2 separate regions of the Oncorhynchus mykiss genome follow, and region 1 is linked to region 2. A link is a contact called in public Hi-C data. All regions are on one chromosome and are shown on one strand. The core of a region is the stretch at or near the end of the contact, and the rest is flanking DNA. Distances in the headings are between cores, read along the strand shown.

Region 1 (4,425 bases), core at 1,541-4,040, 81 kb after region 2:
ACATACCTCATTGCTGAAAGCCAGCGTGACTTGACCTGGGTGTTTGAGTCCCTGTGACGAGCAACGGTCCACAGGAGTGGACTCCTCCGGAATGCTGGACTACAAACGTAGAGACTTGACTGCTGGATTTTCTTGGGGGCACATTATTATACCAAGCTGAACTGGGATGTGCTTGCTCTCCTCTGGTTTTCTCTGGCTTCCTGCATTTTATGAGACTAAATCTATTTAAGAGTATTGCTCTGCATGTGTACAATCAGGTGGCCAGTTTTTTACACCGTAATCCTCTGGTGTGTGGTAGCCTCTGGTCAGTGCACAGCTGAATACCAAAGACTAGCCCTGTTCCCTGCCCAGGCTGTTGTGTGCTAGCTGCTGTGGGTTAGCCGAATAGGCTAGCTGAACCACTAGGTAGGATACAGTGGGGTAAAGGATGGGTTTCATAATAGCCCATCTTCTATAGTCCCTGCTGTTAAAGTTGTCAGCTCTAGTTATGTTGCTTTCCTTATCTTAATCAGACCTTTGCTTACCTGTGATTGAGTCTTGGGACTGGTTTTGTTCTGCCTGGCATGGCACACATCACCTGACATATACCTCAGTGAGTTATGCTGCAGTCGCACAGTGTATGATGCACAAAAAGCCCTTCGACCTAACCTCTACATTGAATAAGACTGAGAAAGGGTAGCTGTTTCTCCAACTGGTTTCTCTGTCTCAATTCAAAGTTCAGGCCTCCCAAATTCCTCCGACACATCCACTGTTACAGTATTTCCATTCTCATACTGTTCAGGTAATTTCTCAGCATTTTTAATAGAACATGATTTGGATTCAATTAATTTCTAGCATTATCTGTGTTGAATGTGAGGCGTTTAACTGTTTCTAAACCTTTTACCCCCTTATCTCTGAGGTGGGCAGCCTTGTTGCCTTCTTTTTTTAAATTGAACCTTTATTTAACTAGGCAAGTCGGTTAAGAACAAATTCTTATTTACAATGACGGCCTAGGAACAGTGGGTTTAACTGCCTTGTTCAGGGGCAAAACAGATTTTTATCTTGTCAGCTCGGGCATTCGATCTAGCAACCTTTCGGTTACTGGCACAACGCTCTAACCACTAGGCTACCTGCTTCCCTAGTAAGCTGTGTTTTAGCTGTTATTTGTTGGCTTTTGTGGCGCAGACCACCGGTCAGGATTACAGGACCTCCACAACATATATACAATGACTGAAGAGAGACCTGCAATCCCTCAATGAAATATTATGTCCACATTTAATAAAGGTGAAAGATGTAGTTGCTGCCTTAATCAGCTGTGAGAGAACAGTGAACCTTTCATGACTCTGCTAGGAATGACTGTTTTATCTTCAAGCTTAATCCTTTGAAGAGTAACCTATTTCCATGATCTTTATGAATTCCGTCAGACATTAAGGCATTCATCATTCATGTTATTGGTTTCAAAACCAAGGTATGCTATTTATTTGTGTTGATTTTTCTTCTTCTGATGGATCGAGTTACCTTGATCACTTAGGTGGTGTCACTAAAACCCTTTTTCGTTTCTCTCGCTGTTTTAAACAGAAATGTCTGTTTTCTATCCAATCAGTCTAGTCAATGACTGTCTGACAGTGTAGCCTTACAGCCTTTGCATGAGAGAGGGAGCGTGTGTGAGAGCAAGTTCAGAATATGCTAGAGGGTGTGTAACAACCATGTAACGCCATGTAGGAGACTGCAGGTGGTGCTGTCCTCCAAGACCACACCATGACAAGGGTGGGCAACAGGTTAGAACCACATTCACTGGGAATTCAGTTTACAGCTCAGGCTTATGTGGGTTACAATTGTGTGTCTGTGTGGGCTCTTGAAGACCTCTTACCTCAGGGCATTGGGCTGCTGTCATTGTTGCATTTGGTATTGAAGTTATGCAATTGGCATGTATACTGAGGGACACATCCAAATGCAAATCTTGGACAACCTTAAAGCTGTCTCTAGTGACTTGCTAAATGCCATTTTAGATTGGTTCGGTTTTTGTTGCTTTTTGATTTGTCATCAGTTACAGGCAAGGAGGTCACATCACTCAGGAAACTGTGAAGTTGAAAGTCTGCAGAACCTTGTCCCTGGATGGTTTGGATTTTATTAGATTATCAATTGTTTAAATCTAACCTGATCTGTGTAATACAAGTGCATATGTAAGTGGTTATTGAATACCTCATTTATCAATTCTGTTGTTTTTGGCTTGTATAATGCTCCGTATATACATCTGTGGGGTTTGTGCATATTTTTGTACGGTTGTTATCATGTCCATAATAATAACATTACTGATGTTATAGTTTTCTCTTTTGATTAAAACAAAATTGGGATGTGAATGCTTGTAAAACTGGTTTGTGCTGATTGTATTTAAAAGAGGAGCACTTTTCCAAAGTGATTGACACATTCAGTTTTGTTCATATTAGTAATATAAAGATATGGTTCTCAGGGCTTTAAACTTGTATGTCATGATAAAGTTTTACTTTATATCTTGTGTGTGTGTGTGGTTTTTGTGAAGTGTGTCTTGGATTTCCTTCGTCCTTCCTTTCGCATGGGGCCAACTCTATTATTTGGAAAAAAAACAAAAAAGACAGCGAAATACGCTGGTGAAATTGAACTAGGCCTACTCTCATATCCCTGTGTGGACCTTTTTTAAATATACACTTTCATTGGCACATGAATAATACAGGACTTGGGGAGCCGTGTTTCAGCAGCTGCACCGTAGAGATTAGAGCAAGAAATGTACAACTAAGTGCAGGAAGGTAGTTGATAACATTTTGTCAGTGTAAAAACATAAGGAGTTCCCTAATTACTAACCGCTTCCCCCACTTCTTATAATGTCCCATAAAGACCATGTGACAGCTGAGACCTATTTTGCTACACTGGCCTAAACTGCCTGTTACTCAAGCATGGATTAAGCCTGCTCGGAAGGGGCCTCTCGCAATGAGAGGTGTCATTAGATGTTAGTATCGGTGGATAACCCTCAAACATTTTCTGTCATTTCGTTACAATGGCCCCGATTCCGACTTGGGGAATTACGCCTTTCCTACACACTTCTCGGTAGTTGGTATTCAGACTTACCTTAAGGTGCATAGTGGGCTTTGTAGGTGTGGTTCTCTTGTGTGCATGGAATAAATGTAATTCAACTGCTGAAAACCCTCTCACTTGCTGGCCAACATTTTGTTTTCATTGAGTTTTCTGTACATTCTTAAGCCATCCCTTCAAATACGGTGTACTTTTAATAAAAATGTTATATTAATGCACGCTTAACTATGGTCAGAATCGGGGCCAATGTAGGTTTGGGAAATGATTCAGCAGGCAAATGCCCCCCACCCCCAGATGCTCTGACTCCTGGTAGCTTGCCACACCACCCGAACACTCATCTTTCACTCCTCAATGGTCTGACTCATGTTCACTTACTCCAACTCAAACCGTTCCATCTGTTACACCAGAAATGGAAGCATTAAGTCAGCAGTGTGGATAGCACAGATACAGTGCTGTGAAAAAGTAGCCCTCTTTCTAATTTTTTCTACTTTTGCATATTTTGTCTACTGATTACCAGATCTTCAACCTCAACCTAATATTAGATCAAGGGAACCTGAGTGAACAAATAACGATGACATACTTTTGTTTCTGAAATATGTAACGCAATGCCCGTGCGACAAAGTAATTGCGATGTGGCAAGACTTGAAACGAGCAGCTTGAAAACCAACAAATTTTGCTAAGTTAAAGCAGTTCCTCATGCAAGAGTGGGCCAAAATTCCTCCACAGCGATGTGAGACTGATCAACAACTACAGGAAGCATTTTGTTGCAGTCATTGCAGCTAAAAGGTGACAACCAGTTGTGTTACCAGTAAGGGGGCAATTACTTTTTCATACAGGGGAATTGGGTGTTGCATAACTTTGTTAATTAAATAAGTATAAACTCGTTCCCTTTATTTAATATTTGGTTTTGAAGATCTGATACCTTTCAGTATCAAAAATATGCAAATATAGAGAAAATCAAAAAGGAGGCCAATAATTTGTCATGCAATAGTATCTAAAAACAATCTTTCCCTTGAGATATCATTACAGCCTGGGCTTTTCTCATTTAACACGAACTTTACTGTGATGCAATGTTTCAACAGCAAGAACATTTCACAAACATGTCATAAGTCCCTTTGATTTCACATACAGTGAGCTTCAAAAGTATTGGGACAGTGACATTTCTCGTTTAGGCTCTGTACTCCAGCACTTTGGATATTGGAGACACTTTTATTGTACATAAAAATAGAATATGTTTCAAACACTTCTACATTAATGTGGATTATGGATAGTCCTGAATGAATTGTGAATAATGATGAGTGAGAAAGATAGACGCATAGCTGCCTCTCCAATGCTAACCTCCCCTGTTATTGTAATGGTGAGAGGGGTTATGATATTTGT
Region 2 (4,250 bases), core at 1,312-3,811:
CAGAACATGCTTCTACATAGAAAGGCTTGTTCGTTGGGCAGCAGTGTTCTCTATCAGGAGCAGGGTTCAGTTTCCATTTCAAATAGTTGTCCCTTTATAGTCAACTACAAATGTATTCATATTTAAACAAGATTCAATGCAAGTATACACCATTATTGCCTAAATAGGCTGTGTAATAAAACATTAAAGAAATATCCAGCCTATCCTCACACCTGTTTCTTACACCTCCTGTCCGCATACCTTTTTGAATTGTTATTCCACGGCTGACTTGTTGACCTCTGTGCAGGTGCACCCAGACCTGAGCAGGCAGCTGCTGCAGGATGGATACCGGCTGGATGAGATCCCTGACGACGAGGACCTGGACCTCATTCCCCCTAAAGCCATGGGTTCCTCAGCCTGCTGCTGCGCTGAGGACCCGTCGTGCTCCGTGCAGTGAGGAGGGCACTTAGTGCTGTGACCTGGCTGACCCTGCAGCTCTGTGTTTAAAGACTGGACCTCTGTTACCCTGACCTTAGCCACTGTTTAAGTCGAGCAAGGCCTCCCGTTACCCAAACCCTACCACTGTCTAAGCATGGAACCCCCCTAACACTTTAAATGGCTAGCCACTGTTTTTGCAGTGCTCTCTACACCCTAACTAACCTTAAGCATGGACTGAAGTCATCCAAAGCCTTAGCCACTGTCCAAGCAGGGCTCTCTGTCACCCCAAAGGTTGACCTCTGTGTTATTTTGGAACTAGATTAAATGCTAACCACGTTGCATCCCCTCTCAATAGACAGGTGCAGGGTGATTCATCTCTAGACATGCACTACACTCATTCACCTGATGGAGAAGGTCACTGTCTTGTTGTCCTCTTTGACATATCACTCCCAGGTCTATTTAAACATATAACATTTATATGCAAGGTAATATGCATACAGCAAATGTCCTAGAGCGGTTTGAAGGCTAAAGCTTTTTCTGCAAGCTTGTCTTGCTCCAATTCACTTTTTTTCAAAGTAAGCCCTTTGAAAACAAACCTGAACATTCCATAACTATAGCTTCATTGATTTGGAATTTTTAATCCATCTTCCTAAAATTCCCTGTTTTTGTTGTAAATCCCTGGTATTAATCTTGGGTCTAACCTCAGACCCTTAGGTGTCTTTGACACTACATGGTTTACTTGTATATGAATTAATGCTTTAAAAGATATAGGGATACTAGCACTTACTCTTATGTCAGGCTGCCTACCAATGCTTTGTCCCAAAAAAGTTATGTAAAAGGGTTACAAAATGGCACTGTTTACTGTAATGTTACAGCAATGAGAACTCTGGTCAATCTTGTCCTGCGTGTTAGAAGTAACATTACAGCCCATGGTGTCACTGAGGTTAACCACTACCTCCTGACAATGCTGTACACAACAACACAATAACCCACTTGATCCTCTCTGTCTACTATGTATAGTAGTTACTAGATACTCAGAGGGACATGCATATGATATCAGAAGGCGATCTAAACAGACAAGCCTGTTACATTTTGATAATTCGCTCTCTCTCGCATGTCACTCAGCAAATTGTACAGTTTCCCACCCTAATGTTAGTGTTTTGGTATCTTCTGGTTTTAAAAGCAAGCAGTACATTGAGTACACTAAACATTTTGAAGAATTCTGTCTGTGTTGTCAAGCATTAGAATGGGTGATTCTCATCACTCAAGCCCTTACATGTGTGGCTAAAGATAAGTGTGTTTGCTAGTGCAGACCTAATGTGGAAGTGTGTGTTGGTCTGGCTGCGTTTACACAAGCGACCCAATTCTGATATTTTTCACTAATTGGTCTTTGACCAATCACATCAGCTTTGAAAAAGAGCTGACTGGAGAGATCTGGCATGATTGGTCAAAAGACCAATTTAGTAGAAAGAATATCAGAATTGGGCTGCCTGTTTAAACGCAGCCATTGAGTGCTTGACCTGTGTCACTAGAGATCACTAAGATAAATATTGGATTCATCACCATCCGGTGCAGTCAGTAGCCAGTACACTGCACTAGCCTGTACTAGCCTGTACTATGCAACTAATGGGACAATCTGCTTCCTTATCCTAGTTAAAACAATATACCAAGTGTTACTGAGTGCTAAATGCATTAACTTGAAATATTATTATGTAAAGGGAACACTATTTTTATTTGATTATAAATATTGTTTTTGCTATATTCAATATAATTAATTAATATACACATGTCCTTTTGTAATTTTCTTCTGGTTTGCTGGAGGGGATGTTACACCATTGAAAGTTATTCTCACAGAATTCAGAGAGCTACCAATCTAATCTCTGTCAAATATTTGTTAAAATGTTCGCTACCTCGCTCCTGTGCTACAAATAAATATTTGTTATGTAGAAGAGTTTGGATGTACAGCGTTGAGGAAGCAGAATATGTTTATGTTGTTCTGGTATATTACGGGTCGGCAGGTAGCCTAGAGCGTTGTACTAGTAACCGAAAGTTTGCAAGATCGAATCCCTGAGCCGACAAGGTAAAAATCTGTCGTTCTGAACAAGGCAGTGAAAATAAGAATTTGTTCTTACCTTACCTTACCTTGACTTGCCTAGTTAAAAAAAAAACAGGTAAATATTGGAAAGACAACTTGATAAAGCAGGTTGGTTGGATTAGATCAAAACTGGTCTGCTGGTTTATCCTTTCGAGTAAGACCTAGACAACCAGGTAAGGGGAGTTCTTTACTACATCATTCCATAATCAAAAACACGGGAGGAGCGAAAACCCACAGCCAGTCGACGCTCTGTGGAATAAATAGATCGTTAACTGAACGTAAAGAACAGACAGTGGGGCCATAGTACCTGACCAGAGCATTACCATCCACATCCATTTGGGGGCAGAATTGAGTTGTCAAAATATAATATAATGTCGAGGGAAGTAGCCAATTGACTATCATTACTTGCGTATACGTACATGCACCACTATATGCACCACTATAGGCTATTTTATAGCTCACTGCTCATCGGACTCATTTTTATCTGGGAATTGCATTAAATAATTTAAACTTTGCATTATCATTGTTTGCCAAAAATGTAGGGCTGGCCTCCCACCTGGCTAATTATTCAACAGGCAAGTTATCCACATGTTAAATGTAATTGTACTGAGGGAAAAAGCCTGTCCGCATAACGGCACGGGATCTATTATGTACTATTTAATAGGCTCTAGTTTGTATGGACTGTGACAAGTATTGCCATTCTCATAAAATTGCCATTCTCATGAGATTTGCATACGCATAGTAACTATTCAGCCAACGCTGCGCTGGAACTCTGGAACTTGTTGCTGTCACTGGGCGGGCCCTAATGATGTTGTACGCCTAGACGGGGGGTGTAATTCAAGTGAAGGAAAATCGAGTCAAGGGAGTTACCTCAACGGCAAGCTTTCGAGATATGAGATCGGGACATATTTCATGTCCGTCTTTCGCTAAATTAAAAAAAGAAGTGGAGAAAGATACAATTGAGAGTTACACAGCCAACATTCCGCCTATCAGCTGGTGGACAAATGTGACCCCCCCCCCCGTGCATGCACAAATTCTCTGTGTTTACAAGTGATTGAAACCGTGCCAGCGAAGAGGGAAAAAGATAACCAAGGAGGGATGGTGGACAATTCCGGTAGCAGCAAGGCACAAATGGTGAGTTGTTTCCCACTGTTTGGCGCTGTGCCCTGGCTAGGTCTCGGTTGTGTCATAGCATAGGAGCGAGGTAGCGAACATTTTATTTGCAGTGCAATGTAGGCTAAAAGCACGAGGCTATCAAATGTAACACTTTTTTTCCTTATTGAAATCCTTATTACTGTTTGGTTTTGATAGTTTAGCGTACGTCATTGCCAATTTCCTGTTTTAATTACAGTTGTAAATCCGACTATTTATAATGTATCGTGAAAAACCCAATAAAATAGATCAAATGCATATTTTCATGCACTGTATCTGCGCCCCTAATATATCATTTAGATACATATACTTTTTTCTATGTGCGTAGCCTACAAACTAGTCAGATATTATACTATACGCTGTTTACTCATTCATGTACGTTTGCTGGAGCCTCGCCATATACACCCTGAAAGCTAATTTTGACATACTGCACGAATAGGAAAGAAGAGGCTGTAGGCCTATGTGTTTTGGATAAAAAAATTATATTCAAACTTTAACCATATCAATCATCTCATTTTGAATGTAGTATACATCTGGGTTGGTTCTTGTTTCGGATTGAAGCTAAATTGTATATTTTTTGATGAGA

What was found. Hi-C and Micro-C count contacts between places; a contact is called where the count stands out from the background.
Region 1: a Hi-C map of liver shows a contact between it and region 2, with 4 times the contacts expected there. A contact is called at or near these places in 2 of 3 Hi-C or Micro-C datasets (blood and liver).

The regions. Positions count from the first base shown.
Region 1 is chr6:65,519,106-65,523,530 of USDA_OmykA_1.1, forward strand. LOC110526363 (AT-rich interactive domain-containing protein 3B) reads left to right here. Exons shown (of 9, transcript XM_021607268.2): 9 at 1-2,493. Among protein-coding and RNA genes, the nearest start is that of LOC110526361, 25 kb to the right of the region's middle.
Region 2 is chr6:65,438,531-65,442,780 of USDA_OmykA_1.1, forward strand. It overlaps LOC110526363 (AT-rich interactive domain-containing protein 3B), which reads left to right and starts at 2,562. Exons shown (of 9, transcript XM_021607268.2): 1 at 2,562-3,646. The coding sequence starts at 3,611. LOC110526360 (protein FAM219B) reads left to right here. Exons shown (of 6, transcript XM_021607265.2): 6 at 287-2,368. The coding sequence ends at 436.